Regions from separate parts of the Mus musculus genome. Here all the other regions are linked to region 1. The links are chromatin contacts, called in public HiCAR-type, HiChIP or PLAC-seq and promoter capture Hi-C maps. All regions are on one chromosome and are shown on one strand. The core of a region is the stretch at or near the end of the contact, and the rest is flanking DNA. Distances in the headings are between cores, read along the strand shown. Region 1 holds the start of Bace1 (beta-site APP cleaving enzyme 1). Region 2 holds the start of Scn2b (sodium channel, voltage-gated, type II, beta). Region 3 holds the start of Atp5l (ATP synthase, H+ transporting, mitochondrial F0 complex, subunit G). Region 4 holds the start of Ube4a (ubiquitination factor E4A). Region 5 holds the start of Mpzl2 (myelin protein zero-like 2). Region 6 overlaps BC049352 (cDNA sequence BC049352). Region 7 holds the start of Kmt2a (lysine (K)-specific methyltransferase 2A).

Region 1 (4,241 bases), core at 684-3,183:
GTGAGTGGGGGAGACCAGGACTTCAGAGCTCCCAAAGCAAGCTTGAGTGGTATAGACCCAGCAAGTAACAAGAAAGCAGGGGTCTGTGGTTCTCCCATATCCAACTGCCTGAGTGAAAGGAAGTGTGACTGTCTCCTCCCTGACCCCAGCGCACACACTCCCATCTTTCCACACCCTCCGTGGACAAGCTTTGTGGACACGGTCCGGAGCCACTGAGGGTAGCTCACAGAGATACACAGGATCAGACTCAAGGTGACACACAGAAGCACACGCAGAATCACACTGCCACCAACCAGTACCCAGACTCGCCCACGGAGGTGGCAGATGCACTCAGAGAGGTCAGCCAGCAACCCCACATGGGCCATAGCTGACTCAAGCCCACACTCCCAGTCAGCACAGGTAGAGGACACAACCTCCACCAGCCACCCCAGGTACCTTGGAAACTGTTGGAAAAGACGGGAAAAGACAGGGAGAAGTCCCTTCCCATGGCTGTGTGCCCATCCGTCTCAGAACCCTTGCAAGGGGTTTCTGGCTCCCCTAGGCTTATCTTTCTCAGACTCAGTACAGCTCTCTTCTGGCCATGTTCTGAGGCATGGGTGGGGGAGGAGCTAGAGTGTAGAGAGTGGGGGTTGGGATAAAGGAGGAAGGGACTAGGGGAAGCCAGAGTCTATTGGGACTTGGAGGCTACATGGATGTTACTAAGACTCTCACTTTGTTGGCTTATGGCAGCCCAGACTTAGAGTAAGGGGCTGATTGATCCAACTGGTGCCAGGATTTTGGGTTCTCAAGAAGATGAAGGTGGGGATCTTAGATACCCCCCCCCCCCCCGCAACACTAGAGTAGGGGAGAGTGTGGAGATGGAATATGAGAGACTCCGGCCACTGACACCTGTTACAGTGTCCCCGTGCCTGGCCCTTCCCCAGGGTCAGCCACCACTGAAGTGCTTTCTTGGGCGTGGGGGGATGGGGCAGTGGGAGTGAGAGGTGAGTAGTCAGTCCTGGGGCTTGGATGCCAGTGAGAGGGGGCGGGAAATGGAAAGGCTACTCCCAACCGGATCCTGGAGGAATAGGAGCGGGCGGTCATTCTGCACCCACTAAACAAACCATTTTATCAGGGCAGGCTGCTTCATCTCTACCCTATCACCCCTCTACCATGCATGAAGGAGGGTTGCTAGATCTGACCACCTTACCGTCTGTGGGGGGCTGCCTACGGTCATCTCCACATAGTAGCCCTGGCCGGACTTTCCCCTCAGGTTGTCCACCATCTCCACAAAGCTGCCTCTCCGGCCAGGCTCCTCCGATTCCTCGTCGGTCTCCCGGGGCAGCCTCAGGCCCAGGGGTGGCCCTGCCAGGCCGCTGCGAAGGGGCAGCCGGATGCCGAGATGGGTTCCCTGGGCAGGCAGCATTCCCGAGCCCACCCATAGCAGGAGCCAGTGCAGCGCTGGGGCCATAGTGAGCCCGGGCCTTGTGGTCCGGTTGGTGACTGTCCCTCTTGCCTGCCCCTAAGTCTGGGTGGTGGTGGCTTCTCTCAGGAGAGCGGCCTCGGCGGCATCAGGACTGCAGAGTCTGCAGGCCCCTCGCTCAGTTCCCGGTCCAGGCGGCGGAGAGTGGGCAGGAGAAATCCGTAGCGCACGAGAGGAGACGACGATGGCGATCCAGGGGACCCAGCTACATCTGGACGCCGGCCGCCAGCGGGGGGATCGGGCCCCTTGTGGGGCTGGGAGGGGCGGGCATGGCTATCCGAGCCCGTAGCTTTCGGGGTCTTCCAGGCGGGCTTTGCAGCTTGGGGACCGACAGGGACTCCGGGCTCCTACGGCTGCGTCGGCTGCTCAGGCCACCATAATCCAGCTCCCAGCTCCCAGCACCTAGGCAGGCTGGGGAGGCGGAAAGGCTTGTGGCGGTGGCTGTCAAAGCCAAAGGGTTTTTGCTTTTCCCTGGGATCTCTGGGAAGTGTAGTCTTCCCATGGCAGACAGCCCAGCTTCCGGAGCTGAAAGGGGTCTGGGATGCCCTCTGCCGAGATGGAGTTCACTCTGCAAGACCCTAGCGGGAAAGCATTTCCTTAGCTCTAGCAGAGCAAGAAGGAACCAATATCATACACTTCTCATCTGCTAGTCCTTCTTTCATTATTTATTTATTTATTTATTTATTTATTTATTTATTTATTTAGGGTACAGGGTCCTGCAAACATACAGTGTAGTCTAGGCTAGCTTCAACTTTGATGCAATTCTCCTGCCTCACTTTCCTGAATCAGCATTGGTTAACACCCCCCCACACCCCCGTGCGCACCCTGTCATGCATGCCAGCCACTTTACCCCTGCACAGGAGTAGAAAAAGAAGCACAGATCCCAAAAAGAGATTAACCGGGGAGAACTGTGATTCTTGCCACAGTGTGATGTTAAGAATTTTGGGGTAAGCTGGAAACCTGCCTCAAAAAACCAATAAATAGAGCTGGGCGTGGTGGCGCACGCCTTTAATCCCAGCACTTAGGAGGTAGAGGCAGGCGGATTTCTGAGTTCCAGGCCAGCCTGGTCTACAGAGTGAGTTCCAGGACAGCCAGGGCTACACAGAGAAGCCCTGTCTCGAAAACCAAAAAAAAAAAAAAAAAAAAAAAAAAAAAGAAAAAAAAGAATAAAATAAAAATCAATAAATAAAATAAAATAAAACAAAATTTGGGGGTATACCCCGGATGTTGAGGCACCTGCCTTTAATCTCAGCAGGAGAATTTCTGTAAATTCAAGGGCAGTTTGTTCTACATAGGTAGTTCTAGGACAGCCAGGACTGCATAGAGAAACTCTGCCTCAAAAAAGAAACAAAAAATGGGCAATCTAGAAGAGGTGACCTTAAAATTGGAAGTGTTTTCAGGAGCAGAGGCTGGAGGAGCAAGGTGAAAGGGACGAGAGTATTCCAGTCAACAAACCAGTCACTGGGATCCGACAGGGAGACCTGCCGCCTCTTCTGTTCAGAGCATTTAACCTGCCCCAGCTATGAGGTGGCCACCTCTTCTATGCCTGAATCCCTTTGTCTTTCTTTTGTTTGTTTGTTTTGGAGACAGGGTTTCTCTGTATAGCCCTGGCTGTCCTGGAACTCACTCTGTAGACCAGGCTGGCCTCGAACTCAGAAATCCGCCTGCCTCTACCTCCCAAGTGCTGGGATTAAAGGCGTGTGCCACCACCCCCCGGCCCGTTTGTGTCTTTGATGGTTTCCTGTCACGAATCCTCATGACCCATCTGATTACTTCCCATCAGTCAGAGTGAGGATCAGTTGCTCTCAAATTGGTATATCACTGGGAGACATTCCAGCATACTCATTGAGATGAAGAGCTTTGGGGCCCTGATAGCTTAAAACTGTGTGACTGTGTCATCATATCATTTATCAGAGGTGGAAAGCCCTCGATAAAATACAGCAGTCATTCTGATTAGGAAAAAAAAAGGTAAACTAGAAGGAAACATCTTAAATAAAGAAGCTGAGGGGCTCTCTGCTCCTCCCTGTTCCAGAGACAGACGCTTCTTCTTGTGCAGTGCCTGGCTCGTCCCGTAAACAAAATGGTGAAGGTTGGTGTGAACGGATTTGGCCGTATTGGGCGCCTGGTCACCAGGGCTGCCATCTGCTCTCCACATGGCAAAGTGGAGATTGTTGCCATCAACGACCCCTTCATTGACCTCAACTACATGGTCTACGTGTTCCAGTCTGACTCCACCCACGGCAAATTCAATGGCACAGTCAAGGCTGAGAATGGGAAGCTTGTCATCAATGGGAAGCCCATCACGATCTTACAGGAGCGAGACCCCGCTAACATCAAATGGGGTAAGGCCTGTGCTGAGTATGTTGTGGAGTCTACTGGCGTCTTCACCACCATGGAGAAGGCCGGGGCCCACTTGAAGGGTGGAGCCAAAAGGGTCATCATCTCCATCCCTTCTGCCAATGCCCTCATGTTTGTGATGGATGTGAACCATGAGAAATATGACAACTCACTCAAGATTGTCAGCAATGCATCCTGCACCACCAACTGCTTAGCCCCCCTGGCCAAGTCATCCATGACAACTTTGGCATTGTGGAAGGGCTCATGACCACGGTTCATGCCATCATTGCCACCCAGAAGACTGTGAATGGCCCCTCTGGAAAGCTGTGGCGTGATGGCTGTGGGGCTGCCCAGAAAATCATCCCTGCATCCACTGATGCTGCCAAGGCTGTGGGCAAGGTCATCCCAGAGCTGAATGGGAAGCTCACTGACATGGCCTTCC
Region 2 (4,206 bases), core at 543-3,042, 720 kb after region 1:
CATGAATAGATTCACAGTATCTACTACAAGTAACTGCTGTGCGTGAGGGCTTAGCAAAATATGCCATGCCAGGGTTCACGGGAAGCATGTTGGCCCCTGCTGTGTGTTAGGTCACAAGCTCACCAAGCAAGAGACAGTCTCCAGTCTCCCATGGGAGCAGTGATGCTGAAGTGGCGCTCGGGGTAGGTAGGGTCTCGCCCATGGTTATAGAGTAAAACACAAAGCTAGTTTTAAACTTGGGTCCAGTTCCGAAAGACGAAAGATGTTAGATCTTTATCTTGCAGGTTACCAGGATTGCTTCATGTCTCTGTTATCCCTGTGGGCCCTATACCCAGCATGAGAGGGAGGGGGGATATACCACCCAGCACAGTGAGAAAGGACACAGAAGGTGGGACAGAGAGACAGAGACCAGCATAGAGACAGAAAGAGAGACAACAGAGAGACAGACAGATTGAGAGAGCTTATAGTGGGACCTAATCTCACCTAAGATCCTTAAACTTGACCCTCAGGCACTACAGAGAGAATTTTAAGAGTGAGAGTAAAACTGTCCACAAGGCAGGTTTAGAGCCCAGCATGGTGGCACTTGTCTGTAATCCCATCACCCAGGAAGAGAAAGAGACAGGAGAATCACTGAAAGTTCGAGATCAGCCAAGACTACAAAGTGAGACCTTATGGGTTGTGGGGTGGGGTAGAGTCGGGAAGCAGGCCTACAAATAGCCTCCTAACATACCTGCCTAGTACGAGGTCTCTAGGTGTTCAGCTATGAAATTGGCTTTGGGACCTTACGACAGGGTGGTCTGCAAGGTTGGGCTGGACCACGGAGACTGGTTTTAAAGGAACTCTCCCTAGGTTCCACTTACAGTTTGCTCCTTTTCCCAGGATCCTGGGCACCTGACCTCATCCATTCCATCTGGTTCACACCAGGGGTGCCTGCCTCGGTAGCAGCTACTCTGGTGCCTCTCCTGCCAACCCGGAGCTGGTCCTTAAGCCTGATACCCACCTCCTCCCACACGCATCCCAACAAATTGGTGGGATAGGCTCAACTCTCTGCCCCCAACTCTCGAGAACGCGATCTCCTTTAAATCCACCAGATCCCAGGGAACGGGCTCACAAATGAGACTTTTAAAGAAGCCAGCAACTCCTATGAGATCTCTTGGGAAGTAACTGAAAATGAAAACATGATGATGATGGTGGTGGTGGTGGTGGTGGTGGTGGTGGTGGTGGTGGTGGTGGTGGTGAAGAGAAAAATCCCTGAAGAGACCGCAGAGCAGCCTAGCTCTGCCCCACCCCCACATGGGTCCACTTCAGGGAAATCTACAGGATGAACCACCTCTTGATAAATTTGACCATTTTCATCCCCGAGCAACACTCACCCTCTAGTCAACATTTCTGGGAAGGAGAAGCCCAGCATCCGGCAGTCCCAGCTGTCCCAGATCCCCAGCACGCCCCTTCCCAAGGACACAGAGGGAAGCGGCTCACACTCCTTCCCTCTTGCCCCCTCCCCCGCCCCCTCCTCTTTCCGCTGCAGCTGCACTTCTGACCCTTAGGAGCATGCAGATGTGGTTCTAACTTACCCAAAGAGAAAAACAGACTGAGCCCCGTGAGACTGAAGGCAGGGCGAGGTAGCCAGGCATCCCTGTGCATTTTCAGAGACTGTGACGTTAGGCGGGTGGGCTGTGGGAAAGGGTGATTGAGGGACCAAGGACCACAAGGTAGGAATGGTTAAATGCTAAAAAAGAAAATGCACGGATGTACTTCAAAGACATATGCAACATTGAGGAAGCTTTATTTCCATCTCTCTAATATGGCCGACTTGTATGTGGCTGCTAAAAAGAGAGGGGGGTGGTGTATAAGGGAAAGGAAGAAAAAAAAGGGGATGGAGTAAATATTGTGGTTGGTGGATTTCAGAAAGCAGGTGGGAGGGCATAAAAAAGATATTCCTGGAAGAAATTAAGTTGCCAGAAAATTTAGCCTCTAAACTCAGAGCTCAATCAAATTTTGCCTTCCTACTGCATTTGAAATGATTTTTAGACTTTGAAAATTGTTAGAGAATTCTAGGTGAGGTGGCACGTGCCTGCAATCCTAGCACTAGGGAAACAGAGACAGGACTGCCTTGAACTCATAGCAGTCCAAAGCTAGCCTAGGCTCCAAAGCAAGACCCTTGCAAGAGAGGGGAGGAAGGAGGGGAGAGAAGGAGAGAGGGAGGGAAGGAGGGAGAGAAAGAAAAAAGGAAAAAGAGAAAGACTGTTAGAGCCATCTGTTTTTATCAAAGGGCTGTAAGGAAGTCCTTTTTATCATATGAATACGCCCCAAAGGCCTGTGAGTTGATTCCCTGGGGAAAGTGCTTGTGGCCACTGCCAAGCATGATGACCTGAGTTTGATCCCCGGGAACACACCTGGTCACCCAGCAGAAGGAGAGAACTGATCCCTGCAAGTTATGGTCTAACCTCAACACATTAGTGGCACCTGTATACTCATGCTACATGCTCTCTCTCTGTCTCTCTGTTTGTCTGTCTGTCTCTCTCTGTCTCTCCCCAACACACACACACACACACACACACACACACACGGGGAGGGGCAAGAGAATAGATAGATCATACATACGTACGTACGTACATACGTACGTACATAGATGTAAACACCCAGGAAAGAGTTGCCTTTTGTTGTTTGGGTTCAGCGAAGTGGGCAGGAGGCTCTTGGAAAGTAATGACTTCCTCATTGCTCTAGCATTTCCGCAGAATACAGAACTTGTCAGAGAAGGCTGATGCACAAATGCCTAAGAGACTTTTACAAGAGAATAGAGCATGGACCTCTGAGGGACCCGGATTCAAACAAATCAACAAGGAAAGGAACAGGTTTTGAGACAAGGGGAGCAGGGAGCGAATGTAAACTGGACGTTGATTATGTCAACAAATAACGTCTAATGCTGCCGGGTATCATAAAGATAGTGTCTGTGTTTTTAACACCCGTGGGTAATGTAGCTGATGGTCCCAGATGATTGGTGGTGCCTGGGGCACACTTCCCTTGGCTTTGGTGTATGTTTGAAACTTGTTATTTCGAAGGAGGGGAGAATACAGGTTGTCACAAGTAGAAGTTAGGAGAGAAGTGGCCCTAAGCAAAGAGGAGAACAGAGCCAAGCGTATCACAGGTCCTTAAACAGCAATCATTTATTTAGCTGTGCACATTTATCTGTCCACAGTGAGGAATCACAATTTGATCTTAACGTTAGGTCCAATGTACAGGTGATAGATCAGAGCCAGGATTCAAACCCAGCTCTTTGGAAGAGGCTGACCTCCCCCCAACCCCACTCCCCTTATTCCACATGGCTGTGACTGAGCCTTCCACACAGGGAAGAGCTGAGAATTCTGCACAGCGCCTGGTTGAGACTTGAAATTCACTAACCGGGAGGTAATTGACCACCCGGGGATGCTGCTGACCGGATGAATGAATGTATTTGGAAGTCCAGCTTGGTCTCTGAAAGCTGTCCCAGGGGCACAAGACCCAAAGCCAACTGGAACTTCAAGGCAGGGCTGTGAGAAGTCAGAAGGTGACAGGTCCTGATGTTGCACTGACCCTGTTCCCAGCGCCTCTGTCACTCTACGGTAGGGCTCCCATGGCCCCTGCACAGAGCCACGGTGTAGGAGTCCGAATTTCAGGAGAGTCTCTCCCGGTGCCCATCCCTACCACCCTAGGGCCCCGAGGCCTCTTTATAAGTGTGTGCCCAGAGTCTAGACCAGCACTACTCGGACCTCCCGCTCTGCTCAGGCTCTTCCAGCCAAGTCTGCAACACCACCAACCAGGTGGGCTGGCCGCAGACACTTTTCAGCCTAGACCGCTCGCAGAGATTTTTAGTTTGACGTAGCCGGCCTCCTCCTTTTTTCTTGATGCCGCCTATGGTGCCTTGTGAGGCCCAGAAACTAAAGGAAACTTGCTTTGCTGTCTCACTTGACCTCATGCTATGTCTGGAAGTTTCTATTTAATTGTCATGGGAGGCAAGAAACAATCCTACATTCTTCTGCTTCTCCCTAGAATTTGGCTAATAGTCACTGAAGTATTCGAACTTCCAAGAGCCTTGGGCCAGCTCAGACTTCCAGGATCAAGGAACAAACAAACAGTAGTAGCCAGATCAGATCAGGGACCAGGAGATAGGGGCTTTGTCAGACCCTCCCATAGCCCACTGGGGCCCCAGTAGTCATCTGTTACAAG
Region 3 (4,183 bases), core at 1,448-3,947, 920 kb after region 1:
GTGCAGGTGAAAGTGCCAGTTGCTGCTCAGTACCACACTCTAAACGCTTCATTACTTTATTTGGTTCTGGTTGCTAAGCAGCCATTGGGCAAAGCCAAAGCCTACTGGGTACTGTGACAAGCCAGACTGATGCTAGAGACAGAAAATGAAGAACAAAACAGCAAAAAAGGTTAAACTGAAATCAAACTCAATAGACAACTGTATTTGAGACATTCCAGGAAAGTTACTTTTTGTCAGACTTGCCTGTGTGTGGGGGTGGGTGGGGGAGGGTGCTCAAAACTTGTATTTAATAAATAAGCACCTGACTTACCACCCTTGTTAGTTCTTCATTGCCGTACGGAAAGCTAGTGGCAGCCTGGTGTGGTGTGTGCCTGGAATTCCCACTACTGGTGACAGAGAATTGAAGGGCAAGGCTACCTAGTGAGTTCAAAGCCAGTCCAGGCATCTCATCAAGACATTTCAAAGGAAAGTCTGGTAGAGCTTGCCTAGCACATACATTGCTAAATCCAATCCCAGTACCACTACCACAGAAAGAAAAGATGAGTGACAGTTTCACAAGTCCTTCTGAAAACCTAGTGGGTTTTGCCAGTTTCTCAAAGGCAGGGTGCCAGCAAATGTGTATCACCTGGCTGACCTAACGCCTCACTAAAGACCTTCAGAGCAGTGCTTCTCTGTGAGTTACCTAAGACCATCAGAAAACACACATTTACAGTTCACAACAGCAGCAACATTACATTATGAAGGAGCAACAAAAAATCGTTTCATGGCTGGGGTCATCATAACATGAGGAACTGTATTAAAGGGTGGCAGCGTTAGGAAGGTTGAGAGCCACTGCTCTAGAGGTACCCTCCGGCTGTCTTCGGGAGAAAGTCTTAAGAGCTTAGACTCTAATTAGTTCCTTTATGGCTTCACTATCCAACCTAAATAACAGACCTTTTAATACTTTGCCACCATGTCCTTATTCTATTCCCATACCTGTGGCATGCAGGATCTCAGCTTAGGTTAATTTAACCATTACCCTCTGCTACCTAAACTACAGGCAACTGTACAGCCCACAGACCAGTCGACTCCACCACTGCCCTTCTCTGCTCTTCTCTGTGTCCTTCAGACACTCTGAAATGTAGCCTTGCTCACCACTCCCTTTTCACACAGGTGGCATGTGTCAGACTCCTCACTTGGAAACTTTTCTCCCTTCACCCCGTTTAAGGAAGAGGTCCCACCATTCCCAAACAAACTCCTCTGCCTTCTTTGCTGTCTCCCTGTCCTGGACTCCTGAGCTCCACCTTCCTCTTGGGTTGTCTGACTTATATTCTCTTGCTTCCATATTTCTTCATTGCTGCAATCTGGTTTCTAAGGGTTTGAAACCTTTTCTAGTTAATGTCACAGATGTTCATACTCATAATTAGCTGGCCTGTCTTACCTCGGTCCAGACTGGCCTGTAACTTCCAATCTTCAGGCTCCTGTATGCTGGTATAATGTGGGTTTCAGGTTATCTTTCCTGCTTTAATTTGACTTCACTGTCTAAGGCAGCATGTCTCTCCCTCACTGATTCCTTGATCCCACTTCTAACTTTTCTAACCACCCCATGAATTTTACTTCAGGTTTTTTTTTGTTTTGTTTTAAAAGATGTATTTATTATTATATGTAAGTACACTGTCGCTGTCTTCAGACACACCAGAAGAGGGCATCAGATCTCATCACAGATGGTTGTGAGCCACCATGTGGTTGTTGGGATTTGAACTCCTAACCTAAGCGCAGTCAGTGCTCATAATGCTGAGCCATCTCTCCAGCCCCTCAGTTTTTCTTCTAAAGATTGGGCTTTTCCAGAACTTGTTCTCCTCATCAAATGTTACTTTCCTACATAGTTTTTGGGTTTCCTGGTTTGTTTTTGTTGTTTTCATTCATAATGTCAAAGTTACAGCCTTTGGAATTTGTATATTTTCTTATACACCAAGAATCTCTACGCCTTCCCAGATCAGCACCACGCTTAACCTTATGTTCCTTTGCGTATTTATCTTGCAACTGACTCCTTCTATGACTATTTAGGAATCTTGGTCTCTAAGGGGATAATGCCCAAAGCATGCTTCCACCAAATTACAAAATGCCTGGCACAGTGCAACACCCTCAACACACATGACTTTCTTCCTCTTGTCCGCACAGCTCCTACTGGCTTGTTTGAAAAACCGGATTGGATCCCAATTCTGATACTGGCTGCGGAGGAAAACGGAATTATAAAAAGTCAATTAAAGAAGTCGGTGAATGGGTGAGTCACATAATGTAACGCCTATGTGGCCCCTTAAAGCTCCTATTTGACCTCAGACCTGCTATGCCTTTAAAGCGAACGTATAGGCCCACAAGCATCTTATGAAGCCCTCCAGCCTCGTTTTCCATGTTTTCTGAAAAGCTATAAAACTGCCGCAAGCTAATGTGGCGATCAAGCCAAGAAAACCAATAACGCATGCGCATTTCCCCCACTTCACCGATCTTCCGGACCAACATGAATAGCTGTCCCAAGTAATGCCTGCTCCCTGAGGAATCTCAGGATTCTTCACGTGTTATCGCGCCTCATTTTTTTTTATATCTAGGTTTTTACTTGGAGTGAACAAAGTAAACTGACTAATGAGATGCCACAAACAGGGAATCAATACCTATATGTTTTGAACAGGCACAGAGAGGGGCAGCCTGACCTTGGAAATGGGGAAGGGGTCCTGCCGCGGGTCCTTCCGGGGGTGACATTCAGCCGGCGGTTCGGGGAGACGTACCTTCCACCTTAGACCATGGCCAAGTTCATCCGTAACTTCGCGGAGAAGGCACCGTCGATGGTAGCCGGTGAGCGCAGCCCGGGAGAGGCTCGCGAGGGGAGGGATTGTGCTGCGGCACCAAGGGGCCGTGGGCGTCGGGAGGGCTTCCAGGAGGCCACTGTAAGGCCGCAGCCTCGCCTGGCCTGCCCGCGGCTGCTTAGAGCTCACAAGCTGCAGGGTCCTAGCTCGGCCGGGGAGCGAGTGGGTCGTGTAACTCTGCCCGGCCTCACTCCGCCGCGAACGCCGTGATGCCCCCTTACCGTGCCGGGAGAGTTGGGAAGGGAGGTCGGTAACAGGGGAGAGAGAGGTCACACATCAGACCTCATAGCTGGTCTGCGTCTCAGCGAAGTATTTGAAAGCCATCAGAAATTTTAAAGACGGGTGAGAGATCTTTGAAAGTTATGTTTGCTTACCATCCTGGTTAGAGCCTAGAGAATTCTGCGTCCGATGAAGGGAATTTGGAACGTAGGGGTGAATATCCCCTCCCCAGTCAGCACAGAAAGCGACGCCTGTCAGCAGTCGTCTTCAGAACCTTGGCTTGGCATTCGTGAGGTTGTTTTGTTTGAAAATTCTGATAGACCGCGGTCTCTCAGATAAACACTGAGTAGTTATAAGCCTGAGCAGTATGTTCAATCGATACAGTTCTCTTCTGAGTAGAAAATTACTGTATTTTTGAAGCAGGAGATTAAGTTTACAATTTCTTCTTTTCTGTATTGTATTAAGTGGTTGAAGGTCCTATTTCCAAATGTTCAAATTTGGTTATGAAATGTGAATTGAAGGTGGATTTTTTTTCAAAGATTTATTTATTTTACTTATGTGAGTACACTAGCTGTTTTCAGACACACCAGAGAAGGCCATTGGATCCCATTACAGATGGTTGTGAGTCACCATGTGGTTGCTGGGAATTGAACTCAGCACCTCTGGAAGAGCAGCCAGTGCTCTTATCCGCTGAGCCATCTCTCCAGCCCTCTGAGGTGGAATTTTAAAAACTTGTAATTTTGAGCTTTCCAACCTGTTTGCATATTTAGTAATTCTTTTTTTTCTCCCCTTCATCACCAGCTAGTGAGCTATTTAAACCCTTAAAGTGCCAGCCAGAGTCTATAAATACTGGATTCCTTCCTATGGAACCTGAGGCTGCCAATAGCTGTTTTCCAAAGAATTTCCTTAGTAAAAAATCATTAGGTGATCTGAAGCAACGTACTACAATTTTTACACCAATACAACCAAAAGGCTTTGACGTTTGGACTTTGATGGTTTGAGGTGCTATTTTTAATATTTCGTAGAGAGTATTTTTCCGGCCGTATGACTTTTGCATCTTTTAGGTAGCTTGTATTCAGAAATTTAAAACTGATTTTATTGATGAAATCCAAAATGAAAGACAT
Region 4 (4,225 bases), core at 1,235-3,734, 870 kb after region 1:
CATCATAATTCAGGTTGAAAACATCACCACCACTGTTTTAATAGTCCTTATGCTGACTCTCAACCCCAAGCAGCCACAAGTCTCTGTCTCTTCAAGTTTTCTTTTTCTTTATTGGGAGAGCTTGATTGCAGAGGCGAAACCCCAAGCCCAGCACTGGTGCTGCTTATATAGGCCTAGGAGAGGCGTGTCTCACACCCGGATTGGTTATGCATTCTACCTCATTTGCATGCCTCACACCTGATTGGTTATACTCTCAGTACCTCACAGAACCTCATTATCATGCCCGGGCCAGGCAGTGTCTTGGCAAAAAACGTTATTGCATATGTACACATTGGTTGTTTACCCAACCGTATGCGTGGTGGCCAGTGGTAGCCAGCGTCACCTTGTAATGGCATATGTGGCTTCCCACAGGTCCTGCTATCTATCTAGCCTTGAACTCCAAGTATATGTGTATTTTGTTTCTTCTTGCTGAAAAGCCATTTCATGGGCAGTCCACTGCTTGTCCATTCCCCAGTCAAAGGACACATGATGGTTTCACTTCTCGGCTATTATAAGCACTGCTGCAATGAGGATTCTTTTGAAATGTTCTATTTTGTTTTTATTTTGGTTTTTTCAAGACTCAGTTTCTCTGTGTAGCCCTAGCTGTCCTGGAACTCTCTCTGTATATGAGGCTGGCCCCAAACTCACAGAGATCCATCTGCCCTGTCTCCAAGGGCTGGAATTAAAGGCTTACACCACCACAGCCCAGCGTGCAAGGCTCTTTATGCAACTATAATTTCATTTCTCTGGAGTAAAGACCTAGGAATGAAGATCATATGGCAAATTCACTTTTAGCTCTTAAAGAAACAGCCAAATTCTTTTCTAAACTAACAGCATCGTTTTACATCCCTACTGACATGACAGCTTTTTGTTTTTATGAATCTTGAATTTTCAACAATATTTGTCACTACTTCAATATAGCCACATTAACATTTATTTTGTATTATTTTTATTTTGTGTATATGGGTGTTAGGGCTGTTGGTCTATCTTTGCACAATGGGCATGCAGAGCCAATGGAGGCCAGAAGAGGGCATTGTATCCCTGAGAGTGGAGTTAGTGATTCTAGCTGCTAGGTGCATGCTGAAATCTGAACCCTGCCTCCTTTGGAAAGTAAGGCGGTGCTCTTAACCGCTGAGTCATCTCTTCAGCTCAGAGCAATGGCTTTTTACACAACACATAATATTAATCTTTGCCCCAACCTCACTTTCTTAATGGTGACTTTTGAAATGCAAAAGTCTTTTTGATAAATTCCATTTTATAGATTTTGTTGCATTTGGGAGGTCATGTCTAAGACAAGATTGTCTCCTGTCTCATTATTTGTAGGTCATTGTTAGGGATTTGGTCTAGCTTTAACAATAAATGTCACTTAGAATATATGTAAAGTATTAGTAACAAATAAGAATAAAAGATATCATTGAAAAATATCTGAACATGTAATTTTATTAAACTAAATCTCACTTCATAGCAGTTATATAGATATACACTATCAAGTACAGCAAAGAAGTGCCTGGTACTCCTATGCATGTATGCTACCAATCTCTTGCTGAGGTATTGAGCTGTGCCAATATAATTTTTTTTAAGGGGTATCTCAGAATAGGGTAGGGTTTTGGTTGGTTGGATGGTTGGTTTGAAGTAACCCTAGGTTAGTCCAAACTCACTGAATAGCAGAGGATGACTTCGGATGCTCAATTCTCCTGTCTCTATGTACCAAGTGCTAGAATTACAGCATGCCCCACGGTGTCCCACTCACTACAGTTTTAATTTTCATTTTCCTTACTAAAACTAAGAACCAAGGCTGGAGAAATGGCTCAGACGACCCAGATTCAATTCCTAGCACCCACATTGCAGCTCACAACTGTCTGTAACTCCATATCCAGGGAATCTGACACCCTCACACAGACATACATACAGGCAAAACACCAATCAATGCTCATAAATATTTTTCAAAATTAAAAACTAAAAATTAACCAGACTTGTAGGCTGTATACTGTTAGCATTGTATAGATAAATCTAAGACCAACCCAAAATAGCGCGCTGCCTGGCACCTAATACCTGCTCAAAACGTCTTATACATTGTCCTTGTTGGTATTGTTACTGCTTCTAAGCCACAACGAGTGAAACGGCTCCAAAAAGCCATAGGACAGAAGGGAGCGTAAAAAGCAAAAAGTCACAGTCTGTGCAGAGCCCGACACCACAATAGTGTATCTGCCCTCAAGAGATGGATTTCCAAGGTCTAGCTTCATATTCCACAAAACTTCAAAGCACGCAGTCATAGCCAACCCTGCCCCGCCCCGCCCTGCTGCCTAGCCCAATCCCAAAGCCACTTCCGGCCCGCCCCCCACCCTCGCTAGCTGCCAGCAAACGTGCGCATGCGCCTCCTCGGTGTTTTCTCTGTCATTAGCGAAGCCCGACACCGCCCTACTTCCGGCGCGGGGTAAAGACCCAACAGGCTCGGCGCTCAGCGATGATGTCAGCTCCGGTTGCCTTGCTGAGTCGGAAGTAAGAACCTTTTGGTCGCTGTAGCTGTGAGGTGTCGTCGTCCCTGCCCTTTCAGGCTCCGGTAAGAGGCAAGGTATAAGAGGACGAGAGTGTTGAGGCTGCGACCCGGTTTTCTCCTAAGCAATTGCCAGTCAAGGCCCCTGCATGCCTGCTGTTCTCAACTGCTTGCCTGACCCGGGTCCGTCTTGAACTTCGACCCTGTCTAATCTGGAAACCCTTACGGTGCTCCGGCGTCCGGTGGCTCTGCACATTCCCTTCTTCTTTGCCAAGTCCCTGCTAGGAAAGGCCCGAGTGTGGGCTGTGGCTGTCTTTTGACTTATTTTATCTAGGACCTGCGCAGGGTGGGTGGGTCTCCCTGCTGCCTATGAATGTTACTGAACCCCAAAGGATAAAATACGAAGAGTGAACGACAGTGCCAGATGCCAAGGAGACAAAATGAAGCTCGACTCATAGCAATCAAACCAGTAGGGTGCGTGTAGCAAGAGGTTGACTTTTAAAGCGAGTGACGGCTTCCCAGCTGTAGCTCTTTGGATTCTGCTCGAGTTTTTCTTGGTCGAGAAAACATTTCTCAGATTGACCATAGAGTCAGACGTTTTGTGTTTAGTATTGTTCCTTTTAGGATTCTTTTTTGTCTCCTAGAGCAAGAATGGGTTAAGTCTCAATGTCATTGACTTTTTTGGTCCCAGAGACATAAAATGGGGCCCAAGATGAAATGCCAGGGTTTGTTAGAGACGGTTTTGTTTGTTGTGTTGTGTTCTTTTTTTGTTTTCGGACGTGTATGTGCTTCACTTGATGAGATCCTAGCTTGCAGATAAACGTATTGCAAGGATTTTTGTTACGACACCTAATGTAACACTGAAGGTATTTCCAGGTAGACATGTTACTTTGGGAACATTTTTAAATTCCAAAATAGAGACTTTATGGAGTACAATTTAATACAGTGTAATTTGGGCTTGGGGTAGGGAGTTGCTGGGGTTATAAACTAAGCCCTGGTGCATACTAAGTGCTCTAGAACAGAGCTACACCCAACCCCACCTTAGCCATAGAACTTGGCTATAGCAATCTGTTTTTCAGTGTTACCAATAGTTCTACTTTAAAACTGGATTGGACATGATCTTAAAATATCTGTATGCTCTCAGGAGCCAGTAGTGGCCTTAAAGGATTAGCAGCACTCTATATAAGTAGAAGCTTGAGTCAGGAGAAAATGAGAGAATTGTATGGGTCCAATGGTTGACACTTCCTAGAGATGTAGACTTTTGCAGCAGGTATGTAAAGTGAAGTTACTTACTAAAAATGAATCAAATCCAAAAGCCTTGGGGGGGCTGGTAGTTGTGCCATCCCAAAAGCTATCAAGAAAGTGGATGTGTTTCTGTGTGGCAACTGAAAACAAGGAATTTGGGTTTATTATTACTATTACTGTTTCTTTTTAAAGATAATTTTTTTAGTTTTGCTTATGTCTCCATATGTGTTTCTGTATATATGCATGCCATATGTGTGCAGCTGCCCACAAAAGTAAAGGGTATTGGATCCCCAAGAGCTGTAGTTACAGAAAGTTGTAAGCTGCCCGACATGGGTGCTAGAAACTAAACTGTGGTCCTCTAAAAGAACAGCAAGTACTCTTAACCACTGAGCCATTTCTCTTTCTTTCTCTCTCTCTCTCTCTCCCTACCTTCCTTCTCTTCCTCTC
Region 5 (4,221 bases), core at 277-2,776, 800 kb after region 1:
TACAAACTGCTCACGACCCCCATCTCGAGGTCGGAAATTCCACGTCACAGTTAGCGCATCTCCCACAGGGGCAAAGCTGGAGAAAGTGCATTTTAACCGAACATCTGTCCCGTTGACTGCCTCCAGGGCCCCGGAGGTGTAAATTTCCACAGCTTCTGTAGGACAAAGGGCTGCAATGGAGGGAAGGAAGAGGTTAACAGTGGTGTATCATTGAGAAAAAAACGCTGACACTTTCCAAGTAAGCCAACCTTCAAATTCACTTCACCAGGAGTCTACATACTCCTGCCTGCACACAGCTTTGACCCTCCCATCCCGAGGGCCAATTAGAGGTAAAACTACCTGGTGTTCTCACTTTCTTCACAGCCTTACCGCACCAATTTCAGAACTATAACCAGAAACTACAAACATCAGCAAAGGAGATGGAAAGAAGAAACAAAAATCCAAACGTTGGTCAGACGTGGCGTATTACGATCAAGCAACACAGTATGTTTTTTTGTTTTGTTTTGTTTTGTGGAAAAAAGAAGTCTCCAAGCAGGGAAGTTTTCCTACATGTAGACTTGGGGCTGCTGCTAGCCTGCAGGTCAATCCACCCCAGCAGTTGCGCTTGCCTGCACCCCTGGAAGCCTTACACCACGTGGCTTATTTACAAGTCTGGTACGTGCATTGGTTGGGACAGCTTCAAAACCACAGCGGGACTCTCGCTCTGACAATCCAGGTTTGCTCTCTGGTGCTGCAGGGAGTCGCAGACAAAATCCTCCCACGGAAATCCAAGGGCCAAATCTAGCCAGCAGCCCGAGGTTGAGAGCAGCCACACAAAGATGGTGTGTAACCTGAGATCAGAAAGCCCTCTGTGTGCCTCAATCACGGGCGGCCAAACACACCTAAACCTGTTTGCCCAAAGTACTGCCCCAAAGCAACCCACCGAACTGAAGTTTCGGCGAAGTCTGGACTAGAACGAATTGCAGTTGGGGCACGATCTCCCAACGGAGCCCTTGAGATTTCTTCAAGCCATGAGCTCTGTCTTTACAGAATGGGCGGCAATGGTAGAAAATCCTAGAAGCCCGCCAGTTCTTACCTGTGAGCTGTAAACTCAGGAGAAGTGGAAGCACAAGCGCGGGGCTCTTGCCATACATCAGGGAAAGCCAGTCGTGGCCCCAGAGGCCAAACCCGGCAGACCCAGGACTCCAGCACCCAACCAAGGCCAAGGCTAGGACGAGCAGGCGGCACAGTTTACCCACGGAGAGGTCCGAGTCCCTCACCTATGGGAAGGCGCACAGCGGAGCCAACCAGTCGTGACTCATCCCGCCCCGGCCGGTACAGCTCTGGAATGAAAGGTGGGGCCTCCGCACCCAGCGCCCTCCTCCTGATTCTCCCTCCCGCCCCTCTCCACACTCCAGCCCTCTGCGCAAAGGTCTCAGACTCTGCGGTCCTCTCTTTACTTTTCCGTTCATCTGACCGAGCCCTGGCCTCCGGATGGCCTCACAAGCAGCCAGAGGAGGTGGTGCCAGTTTGAAATGTCCCAGACTGCTCTGAACTTGGCCCACACACACCCTTTTAAAACAGACTTTAGTCTTGCCTAGGAAGTGAACATTGAAAGTTTTGCAGTGATTCCTGTCCTTGGAATCAGCCTAGGGCCTGACTCACCGCACCCATCAGTTCTGGGAATTCCTTGAGACCCTCTGGTGTGAACAGGCTCTCCTGAGACTCAGCAGAAAGAAACCAAGTCTCAATGCTGGTTCCTTTCTCAGCTCAGAGCAACTCCCCTGCTCCTTTCTCCCAGCTTAGGGCAGTTTGCAAAGGACTTTTCTGGGCATCCTTTTCTCTCCACAATCCTATGGAAAGGAATACCATTTTAACAGCGTAAAGAGTAACCTCTTAGAGCCTGGCGGTGGCGGCGCACACCTTTACTCCCAGCACTTGGGAAGCAGAGGCAGGCGAATTTCTGAGTTCTTTCTGAGTTCGAGGCCAGCCTGGTCTACAGAGTGAGTTCCAGGACAGCCAGGGCTACAGAGAGAAACCCTGTACTGGAAGGAAAAAAAAAAAAAACGCTCAGGAGGGAAGCAATTGCCCATAATCTTTGTGTGTTCTATGTTATTGTTTGAGACTGTCTCACCATGTAGCCCAGGCTGGACCTTGAAGTTGGGGAGTCACTGCCCAGCTTTGGCAATACTCAGGACTAAACTCATGACCTTGTACTTACTAAGCAAGTGTTCTGGCACGGAGCTACACCCACAGCCCCATGGGAAGCTTCCTGACTTGCGTGAGTTCCCTGCCCACAAACCAAAAGCCTGATAGGGGTGATCAGTGAACTCTCAAGGAAAAGAAAACCTTTCCTGTGCCCCAGATTTCAACTGCCATTTTGAGGACAGCCACCTATCTGAGAGGCCTGAAACGCGGAGATAAAGGGCTTCATCTGGTAAGAGGCACAACAGCAAGCTGGCAAACAGAGGCAACCAAGACCGAATGCAGTTAAAAAGTGGGTGGAGGCTACGACATAAGTATTGGCACCAAGCCAAGGAGCCTGGCCACCTGAGTCCGGTCTAAGGAACCCACGTGGTAGAAGGAGAGAATCAAACCCTGAAAACTGCCTTTTGACCTACACACACACACACACACACACACACACACACACACACACATACACACACACGCGCGCGCGCGCGCTATGGTGCACATGCACACATGCAACAGAGAGACAGAGACACGGGGTGGGGGAGGGGAGAGGGAGGGAAAGACTAGTTAAAATGTAATTTAAATTTTTAAAGAAGTAAGCTAGATGGGGGATGGGACACTGAATACAATTGAATCGCCCTTATCCCTGGATTAGCTATCTAGAAACTATTCCGTGATCCGTACCACAGTCTTCTATCTGAACCCCGGTAAAAAGGGTGCTGCTAGGAGGGAAGCAAGGGCCAGACTGGGTAGAAAAATAAAGAAACGTCAGGCTAGGGGTCTAGCAGCTCAAGGACAAAGTGAGTACCCAGGACCCTGGGTCCTATCGAGCAGGCGATAAAATAAAAGCATTCCACCCAAAGAGGGGTAAATTACTGACATGAAGGAAAAAGAAAAGTGTGGAGGAGAGATGGAACAAACGGGCAGACACTCGCCCAAACCTACTCATTACTCTGGGGAGCGCAGGGGCTGCCCCAGAGGGAGGTCAGCTGCGTGCTGGCACCAAAGCGCTCCTGTAATGAGTGTCTGGCTCCTTCGCCAGCCTCTAGGACCTAGAGTCTAGGTGATTCTGAGCAGCCCAAACTGAAAATTCTGGGTTGCTGAGTGGCACTTACATGGTGGGCAGATGTAGCCTTCCCTGTAGGTAGGTCAGAAAAGGGTCAGCTCCAGGAACCCCGGGAGTAGGGAGGGGGGCGAGTTAAAGAAAACTTCATCTTGGTTGGCTTTCGACTTTGCAGAGAAACGCCATTCCAAACAGACAGAGCCAGGGAAAGGTTAAGTTGACAGCAAATTGCAAAATTCAGTGAGAGGTGGAGTTAACCGAAGAACACTCTGAAACAGCAGGTGAGGAATCAGGGCAGGAGGCAGTGAACAGAATAGAAAGCTTGTTGTCCAAGCAGAGGAATTCCTCCCCAGTCACCAGATGCCCTGAGAGCTGGCAGCCAGCCTTGCTCTGAGGGGCACAGCTGCCCGGATCCCATTCCTCAGCCCAGGTCAAGTTTTTGGCTTTGTGTTCAGCAACGCCCAGTTCCTTCCAGTTAACAGGAGAGGCTCCAACTATCTCACTGTTCCCACCCTGGGCGAAGAAGGAGACTGAGGGTTGAACCTGTTAAGAGAAAATGGCAAATAAAAAGAGCATTCATTGCCCCCTTGGTATTCCAAAGATGCCAGTGTGCGGAACTTCAATCAAAACAAGAGACATCTGAAGATAGCCGAAGAAATAGTTTATATCTGGGCAAATGAAAAAGAAACAAAGAAAGAGAAAAGGAAAGGACATTCTGATGATTAAAAGGAAGTGTTCAAAGATACTGCTTTTCCCTTAAACTTACCAGAGAAGAGTCCTGGTCATCATTAAAATTTGTAACATTGTAACATTGCCTTAGTCCTAAAGGAAGCAAGAACATCTGTTCCAACTGTCTTCCCAGTAGCTGCAGGATATTTAGATCTTCGGAGGTAGGAAGCTCACCGGAGGTTCAAAAGGCATAAAGACACTCTCTGCACCAATTACTGGTAAAAACTTATATTTCTCAGAATCCTAGGCAAAAGCAA
Region 6 (3,641 bases), core at 451-2,950, 620 kb after region 1:
CCTGTGCTCTTGTAACCTCCCCTCTAGTTTCCCACTGGCCTTTCAGGGCCCCCAGCACATCCTGCATTCAGCAGGAAGCCATCACTCAAGTTCCAGAGTCAACAGTGCCATATTCAGCAGCCCCCTGTCACACACAGATGCTGTACCTGGAACTGCGGGTTTGGGACCCACCTGCCTTCTCTGGAGATGGATTTACCCATGTCTGTGTGCCCAGAGCCTGTCTCTCCAGCTCAAGGCAGAACCCACTCGGGTTCAGGGCAAATGTTTCTTGGATGCAGTAAATGCCCAAGCAGGGCTAATTCTGGAGACAGTGACTGAAAAGTACAGAGGGCAGTCCTGAGATCACATCACAGTGGCTGTCATACTGTAGCCATACTGTCTCTGGTTGGAAGAAGATACTGTGCTTGACCTGATCTGGGCAATTCACGTTCCTTCTTGAAGGCAATGCTTTCTCTCTACTTTCTATGGTTGCCCTCTGCCCCATAACATATACACAGCCATTTCCTTCTGTCTCCCTTGGCTCTTGAAGGAACATGAGCCACGTTCTCACTGCAAATATCTCACTGTAAAAATCTTACAAACTTTCACACCACAGCACGGAAGAACACATTCCTGTGAGCCGTGCGCCCCCTAGTGGCAGAAATGGTTCCTTTTCCAACAAGGGAAGGGCTCTTGGAAGGCTAAATGGTAGAACCGCTTATGTAATTGCCTCTTCAGGCCAGTCCTAGCTTGTTGTGTGTTTATTCAATTGTCATACACTGTTGTTTTGCCAGACAGACAAGAAAAGGAGGCCCAAGAGTCACTACAGATCTCTGGTAGAGAAGACAAACAAAGGGAGAGTCTCTTCCAGAGAAGTGTGACACACCACTTAAGTTAAAGGGAGTCTGAGAACGCTGCAAGAACCCTGATTTGGGGGTACCACTGAGAGGACTCCCTGGGATCACATGACACTATTGCTATGCTCACATCCATGTAACTGGGTAACAGTTCAGCTTCCACACGCGGGGCCCGCTGTGGTGGGAGGTAATTGTTCCAGAGTCAGAGTGTTGTGGTTCAACTGTGATAAGACACTTTGCAAGAAAATGGTGGAGTTTCTCCAGGGGCCTAGAAACCAAACCAGGAAGGGGCTGAAGTTAAGAGACCAGAGGAGTCAGGAGACCCAGTTCCTTCAGAGGAGAAAATATAGTTGTAACAAACGACGAGACCAGAAAGGAGAAGAAATGGACGACAGACCACTGAGCATTGAGTTTTGCGAAGCCATGAGGCCATTTTGTGAAATTAAATGCAAATTTTTAAAAAAATCAATAGCTATACTCAGCATCAATTCACCTACATTCATAATTTGATAACTGGCTCCAGAATCAGGCTAACCACAGGCATGAGAGTAAACTCTGTTGGCGCCAAGGAAGTAGGGCAGCTAACTGTTCTACATAAGTAGAACGTGTCCTACAGTCATTTAAAAGAATTTCCAGGCTTGGGGGGCTGAGGCAGGAGAATTACAAGTGAAGGATCTGCCTTGGGTATCTCAATAAGACCCTGTCGAGAAATAGAAAACAAAACAACAACAAACAAAAACAAACAGACAAACAAAAGACTGTAGCTCAGTGGTAGGGAGTTTGTCTTGAGAGGCCTCTCAAGTATGTGGGGCAGCTACTCTGTTGTGGGACTATTCTGTTGAAGCAGGAAGTTACTGTCCATAGCACATTTTTGGCTCCTACTCAGCCCTGGAGACTTCCTGTAGCCCCAAGGTGATCCCATACCCCTTGTGCCAGTTCTGCCCCACCTTGTATTGAGGTTTCTCCTCTAAAGCAATATCAACTCTGGTATTCACCCCAGGGCCAGGTGTATGGGAGAGTCCTGGGTTGGGATGGGTCCTGGGTGGAGTGGGCGTAGGCAGATCTGGATAGTCAGGTGGCCAAAGCATAGATACACAAGAAATTCTGGAGTTCTGGATAGGAGGGGCCCAGCGAGGGAAGAGGACTGTGCCAGGGGCTGGACTTGGCACACCTAGTCAGAAACACACTTTATGAACATTTGTTCACTCAGAGTGTGAGGAAACATGGGGTGAGTGCCTCTCTCCTGGAGTAAGGGCAGAGCAAATAAAGGGTATGCATGCATGGCAGAGTACATGGGCCCACCTGGAACTCCAGGGATAGACACTAAATATGTCCTCCTGTTAGGGTAGCCTGTAGGGACCAGGAAGAAATGAGGGGAAGGTTCAGCAGGTGAGTGTGCTTGCAACCAAGCCCAAAGACCTGAGTTTGATCCCCAGAACCAACATGGCAGAAGGAGAAAACCAACTTCTACAAGTTGTCTTCTGACCTACACATAAACACACACACACACACACACACACACACACACACACACACACACACACACTTCAGAAAATGGTTGGTGCCGTCTCCTTGCCAAATGGAAACCAGCACTCTCTGAACCCCTTTGCTTTCTTGGCCCTCAGTTAGAGCCCACTGCTTAAGAGGGAAGCCAGAGTGAGCCACAAAGGGGCAAGAAAGGCAAGTTACAGTCAGGCTGGGAAAGATAGCAGGTCCGGGACAGAGCAGGATGAGACCCACCCCAGGCCAAGTATTATCTGGGTTTGCCCAGGGCTGATGTATGTCATGCAGTCTCACTGAATCAACCGGCACTAGTAAACTCTTCTTTGGTCCAGTGTGAGGATCTGTAAAAGCCAGCATGGGTAACTAAAATGACTTTCAAAATCCTACCATCCTACAAAGACTGCCTAGCCCAAGACAGGTGTGGGACTTCTTATGCCCAATAAATACAATTCTCCTGCACCAGGCCAATGTGAAGTAAGGTGAGAGGGTCACATTTGGAAAGAATGCTATCCTGTGTGACCTGATGCTTGTAAAGTGGGTGTCACCTGGGGAGGGTGTAATGATGTCTGACTGTGCTGACAGGAAGGGGAATAGCACACAGTAGGTGACTCCATCCCTGCTGCTTGCTGAGAGATAATTTCTCTGTTCTGGGACTGTGACAGACTTTCAAACTCAGCTCAGAATGTCTAAAGGGTTCGGTAAGAAATTGCATGAAAGGATGTCTCCATAGCAACACACTACACAACTAATGGGCCACCATCTTTAAAGACCTACAGAATACAGGCACCAGATGCAGTGGGCCTCTGGGACCCTTCTTAGTATGATTCCCAGTGTGGGTCCATCTCTACTCCTTTGCTACCTCACCTAGAAAAGCAGAGTAGATTCCCTGAGTCCTGCCTCACTCCAGGTGTAGGTGGGATGCTGGGATGCTGGGATGCTGGGATGCAAGAACCCAGACAACTGCTGGGTACCAAGATCCATGATGAGCAGAAATGGTGAAGAAAGCTGAGGCCTTTCTCCACAGTGAGATTCCCAGTCTTGTTTCCATATTGAATGAGGATACCCTCTCTCACGTCCCTGTCTCCCCAACAACTGCTGGTGCTAATTAAAGCCATGTTCTAATAAAAATATCAAATAGGATTCATCAGCCTGGAGGTGTTCTGTCTTTTTCTGCTTCAGCCCATGTTGCAACGAGTAGGTCAGAGGCCTGCCTGCCACATGAAGACACTGGTCACCCCTGAGCTGCCAGATCTCACAGCCACTACCCAAACCTCCCAGGGTCCCAGCAATGACAGTAGGCAG
Region 7 (3,940 bases), core at 76-2,575, 960 kb after region 1:
AGGCAGTGTATCGATCCCTAAGCCTCAGCCAAGGCAAATTCTTCGGGCAGCAATCTCTCCCTCCCTCCTTGGCTTTTCCATCCCCGCAGGCTTCTAACGCCTCGCTGGAGGCGCCGTCTCCCATTTCCTGCAATAAAGTAAATCCCGTGGATATTCACCCCACCATCAACCCCCGGCACTGCCCTACCCCTCTTCCCTCCCTCTCGGCTTGCTAACCCTGTGTATCATAATGCCCTACGCCGGGCTTCAAACCCCCCCCCTCCCAATCATGAGAAATGTGCTGGCGAGCCCCCTCCCTCCGTGTGCATACATTAGGGTCTGCTTTGCATGCAGCGGCAGGCTGGAAGCGGAGGAAGAAGGGGCGGGGCGCCTTTGCCCGCCTCTTCCCTCCAGGCCCTGTCCGTTAGCCACCCAGTTTCAGCTCCGTTGTAACGCCAGGTCGTTTGCGGAGCGCACGCTGTGGCTCCAACGCCTGGACTGGGAAAACACACCCCAACTCCGGAGAAGGGCACGGAAACCAGAAGCCCCTCACCTCCCTCCAGCGCACAGTGGAGCGAGGAGGTGGCAGAGGCCGACCACACGGTTGTGTGGATTTTGGAAAGAGCTCCAAGCGTGAAGATGGGAGGGGCTCCTCTTTTATTGGATTTTATTTTTTTAAGGCGCGTTCGCCGAGAGCCTTGCCATTTTGCATAGAATCAATTGGGCGACGCTTGGGTTTTGCATGGAGTACAATGGAGCTTTCTGGATTCTAGAAGCGTTCCATAAGGGCTAAGCCCGCCGCTCTCCAAAGCGGCGGAGAAGGCTCGCTCCTCCGGGGACCCAGCAGCCGCGCCGCACTGGAAGCGGTTCTCCTGGGCCGCTCAAGTCCCTGCGCGTCCCGGGAACGTGTGTAATCGGCTTCTCGGCTCTCTCGGCTGCGGGCCACCCGCTCCCTCCGCCTCCATCCTCCCGCCGCCCTCGCCCCCTCCCCCCTCTCCCCGGAACCCGCCTCCGCTCCGGGCTCCAGGGCTTCCTTCCCCCCCTCATCTTCCCTGGCGCTGCCGCTCCCGGAGGGCGGGGCATGCACTTATCCAGGTTGCCGGGCGGGAGGAGCCGGGCCCGGGGCTCGGCATAGAGCAGCGGCCTCCGGGCGGCGGAGGCGGAGGCCAGAGGCTCATATGCAGATTGCAGGGCAGGCGGGCGCCACCCGGCGCTCGGCATAGCGGGCCGCGGGGTACGGCCATCTGGGCGGCGCCAGGCGGGTTAGGCAGGTTCCGGGGCCCGCCGCTCCCCCCCCTCCGCCTCCCCGCCCCCCTGTGTTGTCGCCTCTCCCTCTCGCTGCTTCACTTACGGGGCGAACATGGCGCACAGCTGTCGGTGGCGCTTCCCCGCCCGACCCGGGACCACCGGGGGCGGCGGCGGCGGGGGGCGCCGGGGCCTAGGGGGCGCCCCGCGGCAACGCGTCCCGGCCTTGCTGCTTCCCCCCGGGCCCCAGGCCGGCGGTGGCGGCCCCGGGGCGCCCCCCTCCCCCCCGGCGGTGGCGGCGGCGGCGGCGGGAAGCAGCGGGGCTGGGGTTCCAGGGGGAGCGGCCGCCGCCTCAGCAGCCTCTTCGTCGTCCGCCTCGTCTTCGTCTTCGTCATCGTCCTCAGCCTCCTCAGGGCCGGCCCTGCTCCGGGTGGGCCCGGGCTTCGACGCGGCGCTGCAGGTCTCGGCCGCCATCGGCACCAACCTGCGCCGGTTCCGGGCAGTGTTTGGGGAGAGCGGCGGGGGAGGCGGCAGCGGAGAGGTAAGGGGGCGAGGAACCCCAAGGTCCGGGGTCTCGACCCTCTGAAGAACCCCTCCCCTCCCCCATGCAGGTCTGAGGAGCATCCCAATTCTGGAAACATCCTGGGGTCCCTAACGTGGGGCAAATGGCCCTCCCATCTCAGGACCCCCGTTATGGGCTGCAGACCCCCAGGCGCCCTTACCCGAGGGCTCAGACCCTTCTAGTTGAGGGCCTTTAGCCCCCGTCCCGCCTTCTTCCCCTGGACCCTTCCCCAAATCCCTTGGCACAGACCCCCTTGCGGGGGTTTCCCATCCCGGGACTGAACCCCTCCTCCCTTTCACAGATTACCTCATCCGAGCCAGATTCCTCCCTCCCTCTGCCAGAGACCTGATCCCGCCACATCTCCGCCTCCTTCCCTGGGCAGATGTGTTACTCCTAGGGCAGTCTTCCCCCTTGGACATCTCTCGGGTGGTGGCTTCATCCAGAGCCAGGTTCTTATCCTGGCCCTTGGGAAATCCAGGTCCCTTCCTGCACCTTGCTTCTGAAAACCTGACCAACCCTCCCTCCCTCCCCAGCCAGGTCTTCACCTTGCCAGTCACTCCCCCTTGTCTCACCTCTACCACCAGCCCACTCCCACCTCCTGCACACCAGGCCTCCTCGTTCCGCCCTACCCCTCGGGGAAAGCTTTCTCTCTACCTTGTCGTTCTCATCTCTCCTGCGAAGATAACAGTGCTCTCCCCAGCGTTGTCTCTTTCCTCATCTTCCAGGGCTACGTTTCCTAGGCTGCTGGTGTCAGGGATTTACCTCCAACTCCACCCCTTTCCCTCCTTTAGAGGAAGGACCAGAGGTGTGTTCGAGGGAAAATGGTCCAGTGTTCCCCTAGGCTTGGAGCAGAGCTACTTTCTAGCATTCTCCTTGAGAGGAGCAGGGTTTCTCTCCAGCTCTTGAGAAAGGGGGCCCCGGTGAGGGGTGATGTTTGTGGGGGAACTAGGACTGCATCCTCCCAAGGGAAGCAGCTGCTCTCTTACCCCACCCACTGCGCCTGAGAGCTTGCAGCCTCTGGCCCTGGCTCCCTCCCGCCCTTCTCTTTTTCTCGTCATTTCATTATTGATCCACCTTTTCCTAGGCCAATCCTGGGTCTTGGAAGGGGGTGGAGGAAAGCCGGGTTGGAATGAGAGTAGATAAAAGGACAGTTTTGCCTTAGTGTGGTGGCGTTGGTTGTTGATGCTTTGGGTTGGGAGAAAGAGGAGGGTTATGAAGCCAAGTTAGTCTTTCTGCGATTCCTAGTGGGAGACTCAAGGTGGATGAGGTAAAGGCTGAGAACCGGGATGCTCCGATGAACGGAATTCAGCCTTTTTCAGCAAAAAGGAAAGTTGCCCTGGGAAGGGAAGTTGAGTTCAGGTTCAGTCAATGGCTATGCGCATTTGTTTTCCATTGGATGCAGAAAGGGCAGTTTGAATCGCAGGGGAAGGGGGGGGGGGGAATGTAATGGGGGATTCTAGGGGGAGGAAGAGCAGCTGCCAGGGGCTGAAGTGAAGGGGGGGTAGGGGTTTGCTGCTCTGGAGCTGTTGATTGAAACAGAAAGGGAAAGATAGCAACCAGCCGTTTCCTGCGTGCACTGCCGTTGGGGCACACAAAATATCCTGGGCAAACCCCTTGTGCCCCACTATGCCCCACACCCCTTTAGATTTAGCAAAGGCCTTGGACGGGGGTGGGGAATCCTAGGGACCCCTGCCTCTCCTTTCAAGGAGCTGGTCTTTTTTTTTTTTTTTTTTAAGTTTTTAGTCTTCCAGCCTCCTTTTAAAAATTGTTTCTAAGGCAGCTGGCTCAGGAGACTGACAACAACCGCCTCTGACAGAGTAAGGAGGACATGATGGGGGCGTGTTCCTTGCTATATAGCTTGCTAGCTCCAGCATCCTCTTTCCCTGCCTCTCTTCCCTCTGCCTCCACCCCCTTTTTCCAGCCTTCAGAAGGCAGCTGCTGTAAACAGGGTTATTTGCGAGTATTGACTGGTTGCTGTAGATTATTGTTATGATTTTTGAAAGGCCAATTCTGTATTTTTTAAGCTGACAACACAGATCCCAGGTAGTTGGAGAACCAAAGGCCTCATACATGACATAAAGGCTGAGCTGGTCAGGTTACTTGCATGGAGTTGGTGCTTAAATGTGAGTTGATTTTGCTTTTTTTTTTTTTTTT

The links. Promoter capture Hi-C pulls out the DNA fragments that hold promoters and counts their contacts. HiCAR-type assays count read pairs that join an accessible place to other places. HiChIP or PLAC-seq counts read pairs in DNA pulled down with a chosen protein or histone mark.
Region 2: a contact with region 1 is called in a HiCAR-type map of astrocytes, with 2.4 times the contacts expected there. The contact joins the promoter of Scn2b here to the promoter of Bace1 in region 1. A contact is called at or near these places in 2 of 39 promoter capture datasets (hippocampal neurons and liver) and 2 of 115 datasets of contacts at active chromatin or transcription factors (astrocytes and embryonic midbrain).
Region 3: a contact with region 1 is called in an H3K27ac HiChIP or PLAC-seq map of embryonic stem cells, with 4 times the contacts expected there. The contact joins the promoter of Atp5l here to the promoter of Bace1 in region 1. A contact is called at or near these places in 3 of 39 promoter capture datasets (hippocampal neurons, liver and neural stem cells) and 4 of 115 datasets of contacts at active chromatin or transcription factors (craniofacial prominence, embryonic stem cells and large pre-B cells).
Region 4: a promoter capture Hi-C map of liver shows a contact between it and region 1, with 2.5 times the contacts expected there. The contact joins the promoter of Ube4a here to the promoter of Bace1 in region 1. A contact is called at or near these places in 4 of 39 promoter capture datasets (cranial neural crest, hippocampal neurons and liver) and 1 of 115 datasets of contacts at active chromatin or transcription factors (astrocytes).
Region 5: an H3K27ac HiChIP or PLAC-seq map of extraembryonic endoderm stem cells shows a contact between it and region 1, with 7 times the contacts expected there. The contact joins the promoter of Mpzl2 here to the promoter of Bace1 in region 1. A contact is called at or near these places in 3 of 115 datasets of contacts at active chromatin or transcription factors (embryonic stem cells, extraembryonic endoderm stem cells and pancreatic cancer cells) and 1 of 9 other capture datasets (embryonic stem cells).
Region 6: a contact with region 1 is called in an H3K4me3 HiChIP or PLAC-seq map of embryonic forebrain, with 8 times the contacts expected there. The contact joins the enhancer-like site here to the promoter of Bace1 in region 1. A contact is called at or near these places in 2 of 39 promoter capture datasets (the C10 cell line and embryonic stem cells), 1 of 484 Hi-C or Micro-C datasets (cortical neurons), 9 of 115 datasets of contacts at active chromatin or transcription factors (embryonic basal ganglia, embryonic forebrain, embryonic hindbrain and 6 more) and 1 of 9 other capture datasets (embryonic stem cells).
Region 7: a promoter capture Hi-C map of liver shows a contact between it and region 1, with 2.7 times the contacts expected there. The contact joins the promoter of Kmt2a here to the promoter of Bace1 in region 1. A contact is called at or near these places in 4 of 39 promoter capture datasets (cranial neural crest, hippocampal neurons, liver and 1 more), 2 of 115 datasets of contacts at active chromatin or transcription factors (astrocytes and large pre-B cells) and 1 of 9 other capture datasets (embryonic stem cells).

What each region holds. Positions count from the first base shown.
Region 1 is chr9:45,836,237-45,840,477 of GRCm38.p6, reverse strand. Bace1 (beta-site APP cleaving enzyme 1) reads right to left here and starts at 1,933. Exons shown (of 9, transcript NM_011792.6): 1 at 1,190-1,933. The coding sequence starts at 1,450. It also overlaps the pseudogene Gm7286.
Region 2 is chr9:45,115,462-45,119,667 of GRCm38.p6, reverse strand. It overlaps Scn2b (sodium channel, voltage-gated, type II, beta), which reads right to left and starts at 1,792. Exons shown (of 4, transcript NM_001014761.2): 1 at 1,575-1,792. The coding sequence starts at 1,644. The region is part of intron 1 of Gm10684 (predicted gene 10684); the gene reads left to right.
Region 3 is chr9:44,919,256-44,923,438 of GRCm38.p6, reverse strand. It overlaps Atp5l (ATP synthase, H+ transporting, mitochondrial F0 complex, subunit G), which reads left to right and starts at 2,697. Exons shown (of 3, transcript NM_013795.5): 1 at 2,697-2,829. The coding sequence starts at 2,778. It overlaps Gm30934 (a long non-coding RNA gene), which reads right to left and starts at 2,712. Exons shown (of 2, transcript XR_379340.4): 1 at 2,322-2,712; 2 at 1-2,211. Ube4a (ubiquitination factor E4A) reads left to right here. Exons shown (of 21, transcript NM_001346698.1): 21 at 1-312.
Region 4 is chr9:44,963,859-44,968,083 of GRCm38.p6, reverse strand. It overlaps Ube4a (ubiquitination factor E4A), which reads left to right and starts at 2,484. Exons shown (of 21, transcript NM_001346698.1): 1 at 2,484-2,599.
Region 5 is chr9:45,039,649-45,043,869 of GRCm38.p6, reverse strand. It overlaps Mpzl2 (myelin protein zero-like 2), which reads right to left and starts at 1,526. Exons shown (of 6, transcript NM_007962.4): 1 at 1,076-1,526; 2 at 4-170. The coding sequence starts at 1,133.
Region 6 is chr9:45,218,745-45,222,385 of GRCm38.p6, reverse strand. The region is part of intron 1 of BC049352 (cDNA sequence BC049352); the gene reads right to left. Among named protein-coding and RNA genes, the nearest start is that of Tmprss4, 17 kb to the right of the region's middle. Within about 2 kb of position 1,700, at least 29 of the 459 cell types and tissues checked have an H3K27ac peak or open chromatin away from gene starts, as enhancers often do.
Region 7 is chr9:44,878,674-44,882,613 of GRCm38.p6, reverse strand. It overlaps Kmt2a (lysine (K)-specific methyltransferase 2A), which reads left to right and starts at 1,325. Exons shown (of 36, transcript NM_001357549.2): 1 at 1,325-1,765. The coding sequence starts at 1,340. Gm39326 (a long non-coding RNA gene) reads right to left here. Exons shown (of 4, transcript XR_870694.3): 2 at 1-3,122.